Regions from separate parts of the Mus musculus genome. Here regions 2 and 3 are each linked to region 1. Evidence: chromatin contacts called from public HiChIP or PLAC-seq and promoter capture Hi-C data. All regions are on one chromosome and are shown on one strand. The core of a region is the stretch at or near the end of the contact, and the rest is flanking DNA. Distances in the headings are between cores, read along the strand shown.

What was found. Promoter capture Hi-C pulls out the DNA fragments that hold promoters and counts their contacts. HiChIP or PLAC-seq counts read pairs in DNA pulled down with a chosen protein or histone mark.
Region 2: a promoter capture Hi-C map of embryonic stem cells shows a contact between it and region 1, with 4 times the contacts expected there. The contact joins the enhancer-like site here to the promoter of Epn3 in region 1. A contact is called at or near these places in 7 of 39 promoter capture datasets (embryonic stem cells, frontonasal cranial neural crest, hippocampal neurons and 2 more), 2 of 15 datasets of contacts at CTCF or cohesin (embryonic stem cells and stem cell-derived epiblast-like cells), 4 of 484 Hi-C or Micro-C datasets (all in embryonic stem cells), 1 of 115 datasets of contacts at active chromatin or transcription factors (embryonic stem cells) and 1 of 9 other capture datasets (embryonic stem cells).
Region 3: a contact with region 1 is called in a FOXA1 HiChIP or PLAC-seq map of pancreatic cancer cells. The contact joins the enhancer-like site here to the promoter of Epn3 in region 1. A contact is called at or near these places in 3 of 39 promoter capture datasets (the 3T3-L1 cell line, embryonic stem cells and liver), 3 of 115 datasets of contacts at active chromatin or transcription factors (craniofacial prominence, forebrain and pancreatic cancer cells) and 1 of 9 other capture datasets (adipose tissue).

Annotation. Positions count from the first base shown.
Region 1 is chr11:94,498,369-94,501,698 of GRCm38.p6, reverse strand. It overlaps Epn3 (epsin 3), which reads left to right and starts at 1,725. Exons shown (of 10, transcript NM_027984.3): 1 at 1,725-2,006. It overlaps Gm51873 (a long non-coding RNA gene), which reads right to left and starts at 2,659. Exons shown (of 2, transcript XR_003949592.1): 1 at 1,570-2,659; 2 at 1-301. It overlaps Mycbpap (MYCBP associated protein), which reads left to right. Exons shown (of 19, transcript NM_170671.2): 19 at 179-352. The coding sequence ends at 280.
Region 2 is chr11:94,046,037-94,049,366 of GRCm38.p6, reverse strand. Spag9 (sperm associated antigen 9) reads right to left here. Exons shown (of 29, transcript NM_027569.3): 5 at 809-959. Among named protein-coding and RNA genes, the nearest start is that of Gm38951, 27 kb to the left of the region's middle. Within about 2 kb of position 1,811, at least 16 of the 459 cell types and tissues checked have an H3K27ac peak or open chromatin away from gene starts, as enhancers often do. A contact at or near this core is called in embryonic stem cells, where this site is marked.
Region 3 is chr11:94,187,954-94,191,283 of GRCm38.p6, reverse strand. No RefSeq gene overlaps it. Among named protein-coding and RNA genes, the nearest start is that of Tob1, 22 kb to the left of the region's middle. Within about 2 kb of position 1,568, at least 54 of the 459 cell types and tissues checked have an H3K27ac peak or open chromatin away from gene starts, as enhancers often do. A contact at or near this core is called in pancreatic cancer cells, where this site is marked.

The DNA.
Region 1 (3,330 bases), core at 476-2,975:
AATACAGAACTGGGACTGAGCCCAGGCCCACTCCAGATCTGAAAACAATTACGTGCAGCAGGTCTCGGAGCAACTTTGGCGTTTCTCTCTCCATCTCGTCTCTCTTAGCAAGACTGATACATTGGAGCCTGCAAAACCGAGCAAACCTTGGCCTCTGATGTCTATCCCTCTCTTCCAGGTCTATGCGTTGCTGGACAACCTGGTGACAGATGTGATGGTCCTGGCTGATGAGCTCAGCTCTACAAAGAATGTTGAAGAGTCTTTACGTTTTTGCAGCTGATTCTTGGACCCAAGCTTCCTCCTGGGAAGATGGTTTGAAAAAAGTCAATAAAGAATCTTTAGGTTCCTACCATTTCCATTTCCATCGTGCCTCTGGGGATGCTGGATCTCAACGGCATCAGGCGAAGGTCTAGGACCTCCTGTATCCCACCTGCTCACATGTGCAGTTCTCAGAGCCACACACACCAGAGAGGTGATGATTAAGGGATAAGCAGAAGAGTTAGTGGGTGGTGGCAGGGCAAGGAATGAAGTCAGGTGACAGGACAAGATGGCCTTTCATAGCAGTTCCCTGCCTCAGGCCTAGACTTTCAGGGCCGTGCTTCCTGAAGCCAACTCAAGTGAGGGACTAGGGAGAGAAGCAGAGATGGCGAGACCTGACTGTCTGAAGGCTTCTACTTCAGCACCCTCCTCATCCTTCAAGATGGCAAAGATGGCACCTGTCAAGCTCTTTAAACCCGGCAGGAACTGGAGCTGAGCTCACACCCACCCCAGATCTGAAGAAACACAAAGGCATAACTCTTTGCTGTACTCCAAGAAACTCTCACAAGTACAGTTTTCCTCTTCCCATTCATTCCCTTTGGGGATCCTTGTCCTAAGCCAGAAGTTAATACTTGAGGCTCTGGTCTGCTAGATCCCTTCCTCCAGTCAACTCATCTGGCCCTGGAACCATTTTTCTGCTATGGGACACTGAAGCAGCAAGGTTGTGGGTTCAAAATCAACCTGAGCTGCATGATGACTCTGAGGCCAGCCTGCGCAATGTCGGGGTGGGGAAGGGAAGGAGGGACCACAACGTTTCAAAACAACAAAAACAGCTTGAAGAATTCCTACTCCTTCCTGGAACAAAGGAATGTGGGACTGTGTAGTAGGTGAAGGGTAACAGCTGGGAAAGCACGCACTGCCTGCTCAGATCATCCCGGGGTTTCTGTTGAAACGACTGTAAACAACTGGTTAGGCTGGGGGTCTCTGGGAGCAGTGGAGGAGTGAGGGAAGCCAGTAGCCAGGGACGCTAGAATTCATACTGAGCTCCCATATGTAAGCATGTAAGCTATGGAACGAGCTTCAGGGCAGGTAGGATCCTCCCGGGAGTTGGAAAGGCAGAGTCCTCAGGCCCCTTGGAGAGGCTGGGGAAGCCAGCTGGGAGTAGGTAAAGACCAGCCCCAGGGAATGTTCTGTCTTCTGCTTTAATGTCGTCCGGCTAGGAGGGTTAAGGCTTGGGATAGGTATTGGAGTGGCCTCCATTCCCACCCTCACCTACTTCTAGCAGAGGAGGTAGGGGAAAGGTTAACTCACTTGAAGGGTAGGAGTGGATGAACTCCAGCTCTGTAAACCTCTGGGGTCACCGGCTGACAAACAGGCCAGCCTCCTCCCCTGAAGGCACCGCCCGGCAGACAGCAGGAAGGGGTTAAACACGCCCGCCCGCCCGTCATCCTGTGTCCTGTTACTGCTGAGGCAGACCTGCCTGGCCAGCTGAACAACTTTCCTCCCGAGAGTGCTGGCCGGCAGGAGTCGAGGAGGCAGCCGCGAGAGTCTGAGCGGCCACCCGCTGGGGGGACCCTGCGGTCCTTCCGAGAGAGAGCTCTGTGCCTTTCGGTCCAAGGTAGAGCTCCCGCGACCAGGGTTTATGGTGGATGGCTCTGGGGCTGCTCCTGAAGCTGTGCCATCCCCATACAAGTCAGAGGGTCACTGCAGAGGCTGCGGGGGCTGGGGCGAGGGAGCCCACTCTGGAGGTAAGCTCCCTCCCGCGCCGCGGTGGCGCCCTGCATGAAGGCGGGGTTGGGGGGTGGGGGTGGGGGCTAGAGTGGGCTCAGGACTTAGTCTCTTTCCCAACCTCTAGAGAGTAAGGCAAGGGCTGTGGAGTACCGGGAGGCTTCTAACCTGCAACTTCTCTACCTTCCTGTTACCCCCAGAAAAGGGGCGCAGGGCCATCTGGAGATTCCTGATAGCGTTTCTCCCAGATCCTGGCACATCTCTGTATTTACACCTTTAACCTCAGAATGACCCTTTAGTCCACTGCTCCCTGGGACACAGCCAACTCAGGTCTGATGAAGCCACACAACCTAGGGCTAGGGAATATCCAGTCCCCCATTCCCTGAGCAGCAGGAAGGACACTGCCACTCCCCCATTGCTTACTCTGGAGCTGATGGGGACAGAAGATGGGGAGGGGTGCTGGCTGATGGGGTGCACACAGACTTTGTCAAATTCCCGTGCATGTGATTGGTTCTTTCCATCTCTCTGAACCTCCACCCTGGGGATGCCATCTGCTTCTTCAGTGCTGACTTTTAGGAATCTCTCCATCCCCCACTCTGGCACCCTTCTGGATTTGTGTCCTGAGAGATCCCACTGCTCCGAATCTCTTTGGGAACCTGTGTGTAGGTGGGAGTCTACACTCTAGCCCCCCCCGCCCCCCCCCCACTTCCTGACTAGCCTGTGCACTCCGCTGGAGTACCCTCCTGCCTTCTTTCCATTTCTGAAGCAGCCTCCCCAGGTCCTGGCTTCTCAATGTCCTTCCCTCCACCTGGCAGGGTCTGGCTCAAGGTCACTGCAGTAATTCCATACCGGCTGCCCAGGGCTGCCGTTGCCGCTGCCGCAGCTGGGTTTGTGTTTCACTCCCTTTTATTCCCGGGCATATTGTGTTCGATAAAACCTTCTGCTTGTAACACCGCTGGCAGGGCTCCCAGCCGCGCCCGCCTCCCGCCTTCCTTCCCTCTCAACTTCAGCTTCAGGCATGCTCTGGGACCTCACCCTGGCTTTCTTCCTCCTTACTGTGTCCCTACTGGGTGAAACACCATCAGAGTCTATGACAGGCTAGGGTGGAGGAGGCTCAGGCATCTTCTTGTGCCTCTGATCCCTTCCTTTCCCCCCAAGTCCAGCAAAGGTGTGTCCACAATGTCCACCTTGCTCCTAGGAGAAAAATCCAGGAAGGGCCATGGAGCCTACACAAAAGGTCCCTTTTCCATGGAGGCTGGCTGTATTCACCCTGGCAAAGTAGGAAGGCCTAGGAAGCCAGGCCCAGGTAGGGCTCTGGTGGAGTCAGGATGTCTGATCTGACTG
Region 2 (3,330 bases), core at 562-3,061, 450 kb after region 1:
TCATTAGACTACTAAGCAAGATTATATTGGCTAGTTTTATATCAACTTGACAAAGTTAGAGTCATCAGAAAGGAGGTAGACTAAATTGAGAAAATGCTTCCATTAAGATTGGGCTGTAGGCAATCCTGTAGGGCATTTTCTTAATTAGTGATGGATGGGGGAGGGCCCAGGCCCTTGAGGGTGGTGCTACCCCTGGGCTGGTGGTCCTGGGTTCTATAAGAAAGCAGGTTGAACAAGCCATATGAAGCAAGCCTGTAAGCAGCACCCCACCATGGCCTCTGCATCAGCTCCTACCTCCAGGTTCCTGCGCTGACTTCCTTCGATTATGAACAGTGATGCATAAGGCAAATAAACCTTTCCTTCCCAGCTGGTGCTTCACCGCAGCACCGATAACTCTAACTAAAGTAAAGATGTAACACTATTTGGCTTTGTTTTCCTATGTAATTTCAAATTAACTAGCAAGAACATACCCTGGGAAAAGCCCATCTCGATTTGTTTTTAAGATACTTTCAAACTAAAAAATATATAAACTATTTTTTAAATTTAGATTTATTTACTTATTTGTGTGCGGTTGAACAAGGTGTGAACTACAGTCACTGTGGTTCTGTAGAGGTCAGAGGATAATCGGGAGTTGGTTCTCTCTTCTATCATGTAGGTCCTGAGGATGGGGACTGTCAGAGTTGGTGATAAGCACTTTCACCCAGTAAACTATCTGGGCAGCCCTAAACTATTAGATTATCCTTTGGTTTTCTGGGACTTCTATTTGAATAAGAATGCTTATAAAATGTACTGTTAAAATAAAGCTTACCTTCAGGCTGGTATGAGAACGTGGTTGACTTAATTCTTGAAATTTCCATTGCTCTGATCCTGGGGTCTCGCCTCCTTTCTGAGTGTCAGGTGTAAGCAATCCATCTCCAGCAGGTAGAGGGAAAATCCCTAATGATATAGGACGTTCTTTTCTATTTGAAGAGGGGAGAAAAAAATGAAACATTCTCATTAGTTTTTTATTTGTCGTGATTTTAAGCCTGGGCTGTGGATAGAAAAATCCCAGCTCTTTGGAAGATGAGGCAAGGGGATAACAAGGTCAGGGTCTCCCCTGGCTGTAGAAAGCTTATTCTCAATCTGCAATCAGCTCTCCTACATAATCCTATACGCACACCTAAATAAGTATATACCAAAGAGAAAAAACAGCCTCAAAGCTTTACATTGGCTCCACAAGTTAAGAAAAGTGTGGAAAAACTGTTTAGACACTGTTTTCACCTGCCAAGTTTGGAGCTGTTCATAGGTGAGGTCTCAGAACTTAGCCTAGCCTGACCCTGAACTGGAGATCCTCTGCCTTAGCCCGCTGTATGTTGAGAGTACAGGCATGCATTACCACAGCTGCCTCTGCCAAGAACTTGATGGTGGTCTGGTGTGGTAAACATGGAGAAGAGCTGCTGAGTGTTAGCCATGGAGGTTAGTGGTCATAAGGAACAGGCAAAGGCCTCCCCAGTCCCTGTTCCTAGTTTTCCACTTCCTCAAGCTACAGTGTTTTTACAGTAGGCCTTTTCTGCCTAGAGGAAAATGAATATACTCTTTGAAACAGGGATACTATTCAACAGTAAAAATCCAAAACATTTTTATTTAAGTTCTGGTTTTCTACAAATCATATTACAGTAGTTCTTTTAGGCAGAGTGCAGATGAGAAAACTTCTGTTAGGAAAAAAGAGCAGCTCTTTTCCAAGTCTTTCTTTACTGGGAGTGATGGAGTCCTAGCACGTAGGAGATAGACAGGAGGAGGAGTTCAAGGTCATCCTTGTACACAAAGCACAATAGAGCCCAGCCTGTTTACATTAGAGCCTGTCTCCAAAACATTACAAAGAAGGTGGAGGGATGACTCAGTGGATAAAGGCAATTGGCACCAAGCCTGACACCTGCGTTCAGTCTCTAGGACCCTCATGGCAGAAGGAGAGAACCAGCTCCTACAGGCTGTCTTCTGACCTCCACATTCATACTCCAATAAGTAGTAAATAAATCTAAATCTGAAACAAGTAAACACTAGTCAGCTATTTCACAAGTCAGTGACAAAGAGTTTTATTTTTCCTAATAGAGAGTATACTGCACATTACACGTTTCTATTTCCAGGCAATAGAACTTGTTTCTTCTTGAGACTTATTAGCTTTTACTTTAAACTACATCATTTCTGCTTCTTTGTTCTTAAACTGCAATCCTCTTTTTTTCTCATTAAATGATAGCCAAGTGTTTTGGTTTCCTTTAGTTAACAGAATGAAAAGTTGCTAGCCTGCTGTCTATTCCCAATTTTGAAAAACTTACTTTGGGAACAGAAATTCCCAAACTACTATCTGACTTTTATCTAACAAGCCTTCATGCCTTAAGGGAGAAGCAAGTAGGAATTTAATCAGAGTCTATCTAATATAAAGCTAGGAAGATAGCGCAGATTTCCTGAGATACAAGCCCATCACTGGCACCATCTTCCCACATAAACTCCTTTCCACACATATGGAGTGCGCAGTCTTCTTTAAACCCAAGCTTCCTTTCCTATTCCATCTATACGCCCAACTCTCTATTTTGCTTTTATCACTTTTTTGAGAAAAACAGATCTCTAGGAGGGGGTCAAATATGCTTGGAGTTTCTCTGCTCCAGATCTAGAAAATTAGCATCACCATGTGCTTCTTCCTCTGCGGACTGACCAATTAGATAGCTGATGGGGGCAAGAGATGCAGTTACATAAGTCTGACAATATTCTACTCTCAAAACAAAGTTCGTGAAAGGCAAACACTAGTCTTGAGCTTTGTTGTCATGCATGTTTGATGCTGTTTGTATTATATGCTTCAATAAAAATCACAGAAAAGTTAACCAAAAAAAAAAAAAAAAAAAAGGAGAACCTGTAGAAAAATACCAAGTGGCAGATTTCAGTCCCTACACTGAAGCACCTGCTCTCGCTGTCCAGCCACTGACTCCCTAACAGAAGCAAGGCTGACAAGTGTCTGAATCTTGTTATAGTCTCTAGCTAGTAGCTTCAGTTGTATATATTGATTTTTAGTTGGTTATTTAAATACCAGCTTATGTGTACTAATGATTTTTGAAAATATGTATTTCAGATAGCCTTTTGGCTATACCTGAAAGAACTGAGCCAGATAAACTGATGTGCTTTATCTGGTCTAACCAACCAGGAAACAGGACTGCTTTTCCAGATTTTACAATAGGGAAGATGATGTTCTAAGGCTTTATATATTAGTAACCAGCAGGACTAAGATTAAAAGTCACTTCTACTAAAAATGTGAGGTACACAAATGACTTACTTATATAATGGATCATATATTTTGCAACT
Region 3 (3,330 bases), core at 319-2,818, 310 kb after region 1:
TTTTCTGGGTATTATATTTCTCTAAATATACTAAAAATACTTCTCTGTCTGTCTGTCTGTCTGTCTGTCTGTCTCTGTCTCTCTCGTCTGTCTCTGTCTCTCTTTCTCGCTCTCTCTCAGTTTTCAAGACAGAGTTTCTTTGGGTAGCCCTGACTGTCATTCTGTAGACCAGACTGGTCTTGAACTCACAGAGATCTGCCTGCTTCTGCATGCACCACTATCACCACCTGGGTACTTTTTTTTTTTTTTTTTTTTAAAGACAAGATCTTAATATCTCTTCCACACTATTCTGGAACTTAAAGGTATAGCCCAAGCTAGCCTTGAGCTTGCTATTCCCATACCCCAGTTGCCAAAGTGCTGGGGCTACAGGTGTGTTTACCATGCCTGGTTAAGGCAAACATTGAGTCAAACACTAACAACCGTGGAGCATGTCCCATGTGCCAGTGTTCCGTGCGCTACCCGTAGTAATTGAAAACATGAACTCCAAGGACCAGGAGGTACATACAGCCTTGCCTGGTGTCCCCAAGGAGCTGGCTCCAACCTAGTGCTGCTGCGAGCAAACAAACAAAACCAGAAAAGGATCCAGTGAGGCATGGGCTATACCCATCAGCCTCCCAGGTCCAAATCCAGGCTCTGTAGCTGTATGAGACTCCAGGCAAGCTCTTTAGCTCCCCACTTCACTGTTCTCTGGTCTGAGATTGAGCGGGGGCCAGAGGTGGGGGAGTGAGGGGGTGGGGAGTGGGAGGGGGCAGAGTGTTCATAATAACAGCACATGTCCCTTGCCTAGGTTTATTGCTAATGCTGGAGGTGATACAGATATGCAGTGGTCTTTGAACAGTACCCAGAGCGCACCCTAAGCTCTCAAAATGTCAGCCAGTCCCCAGAGGAGCAGCAGCTGATAGGTTGCCACTGATGAGCGTGAAGGACAGTCTCCAAGAGGTTGAAGGACCACTTGGTTTCACACAGCTTCTGCACTGTGGACCCAGAATGGAAATTCAAAGCCCCTGCTCCAGTCTGGCCATCTCGCCCGTTCCTTTGTTTGTCTGGCTTTGTTTTTCTGTTTCTGTTTCTGTTTTTGTTTTGAGGTAGTGTCTCATTATGTAGCCCTGGCTGTCCTGGAACTTGATTTTCAGACCAGGGTAACCTTGAACTTACCATCCTCCTACTTCATTCGGCCTTCTGAATAGCTGGAATCACAGGCTCACCTGTTTTCCTTATTTCATAAGTGATAGAACTGCAGTTGGATTGGGCACTAGGCCACTCCTATCCAGTCTCATTATTCCCTGCTGTGAGGAGTCCCTCTAGCAAGCAGTACTGTGGGTAGGAGCAGGCCCGGACGGCCTCAGTGACTGGCCACGTCCACTCTGGCCACAGAGCCCTGCAGGACTACAGAGACCTTCACCTCTACACAGTGCCTGCTTATGCAAACCCTGAATGTAAGAAGTGAAGGGAGAGTGTAGCATGCCTGGGAATGATTGATGAGGCTGGCTAGTGTTATCTTCCCTGTGGTACAGGCCCAAAGCTTTATCCGGAAGCAGTGCAGCCCGTGTGGTATCTCGGTGGCTTTGTCGTGGGCGCCAGGGCAGTGAAGGCTGATCAGGGGTAATACAATGCTGGTGACTCACTCCCGGGAGAAGGCTGGGATGGGTCATTAAGCTGTCTTGGAACTTATTTTAGTCTCACACCCCCAGGATGAACGCTCTCAATGTTTATCAGGCCTCTGTCAATAGGACACTGCTCTCCTTCCCCACACCTGGTTACATAGTATCTTTCAGCCATGATACTGAAAAGGCTTCTGAACTGGGCTGTATCCCTCTGCTGGATGCCTGGCTGGCATGTCATCGCCAGCTGTGATGAGAACCACATTGCACATGTATGGATCCTATGACATGAGCCACTTCCTCTCCACCGTCCTCAAAGATCAGAAGTCTCCTTGCTTCAGCTCCTCACCTTCAAATTTGATCTAGAAGTCTGAATTAACCCCTTAATTTCTGAGCTGGTTCTTCTGATTCCAATCTAAATTCCTAGGTGGATTCTTTTATTTAAAACTTCTTTTGTTTAGCTTTCTCTCTCTCTCTCTCTCTCTCTCTCTCTCTCTCTCTCTCTCTCTCTCTCTCTCTCTCTGTCAGGGTCTCTAGCTCAGGCTAGCCTCAATACGTACCTGACAATGATCTTGAATAGCTGTCTCTGCTTCCGGAGTTGTGGTTTACTGGCCTAAGCCTAGAGAGATAGTTACCACTGTGTAAGATTGGCTCATTATAGTAAAGTGGCCTCATGGAGCAGGCCTGGAAATCCTACTACACAGGAGGCTGAGGCAGGAGGATGGCAAGTTCAAGGCCCATCCGGGTTACAGAGTGAGTTCAAGACAGCCTGACCACTCTCTCAAAGTAAAAAAACACAAGAAAATAATTCGGTGTGGCTGGAGAGAACCCAGGTTCAATTCCCAGCATGCACTTGGTGGCTTACAACCATCTGTAACTCTAGTTTCAGGGGAATCCAATGTCCTTTTCTGACCTCCAAGGCACCAGCTATGCATACAGTTCACATATATACATGGAGTTAAACATTCATATGCATAAAATAAGCCAAGAGAAAGAAAGAAAGAAAGAAAAAAAGAAAGAAAGAAAGAAAGAAAGAAAGAAACCAAAACAATAAAACCACCTGAGAATATGGCACAGTGGCAGAGTGATTGCCTACGGTGTGAGAAGCCTGGGTTCCGTTCTCAGCTTTAAAAAACAAACAAACAAACAAACAAACAAACAAAGAAACAAGATGGTAAGTTCTGCCTGGCAGTGGTGGCGCTTGCCTTTAATCCCAGCACCTGAGAGGCAGAGGCAGGCAGATTTCTGAGTTCGAGGCCAGCCTGGTCTACAGAGTGAGTTCCAGGACAGCCAGGGCTACACAGAGAAACCCTCTCTCGAAAAAACAAACAAACAAACAAACAAACAAAAAACAACAAAACAAGACCAAAAAAAGTCCTGTCTTCCACGCCCCTCCACCCCCCATCATGTAATAACATAGAAATTACAACCCCTGATATTGACCTCCCAGCCTACAGAACTGTAGGGAAGACATTTCTTTACACATTATCTAATCTGTGGTCTTGGTTACAGAAGGGCCAACCCAAGATACTCACTTTTCCAGTGTCCCCTGTCACCTCACAAAAGGTATTTACTTTACAGCCTTGTCAGACAATTAGCTTTTTCTAGGATGAGACTACAGTGGGTACCCCAGGATCTTTGCATGCATCCCTCCGCTGACCTGGACCGGGCTCTCCTCGCCCTCCTTTGTCTGCCTTCAAGCCTTCCCCTAAGCGCCCCTCCCAGGAGC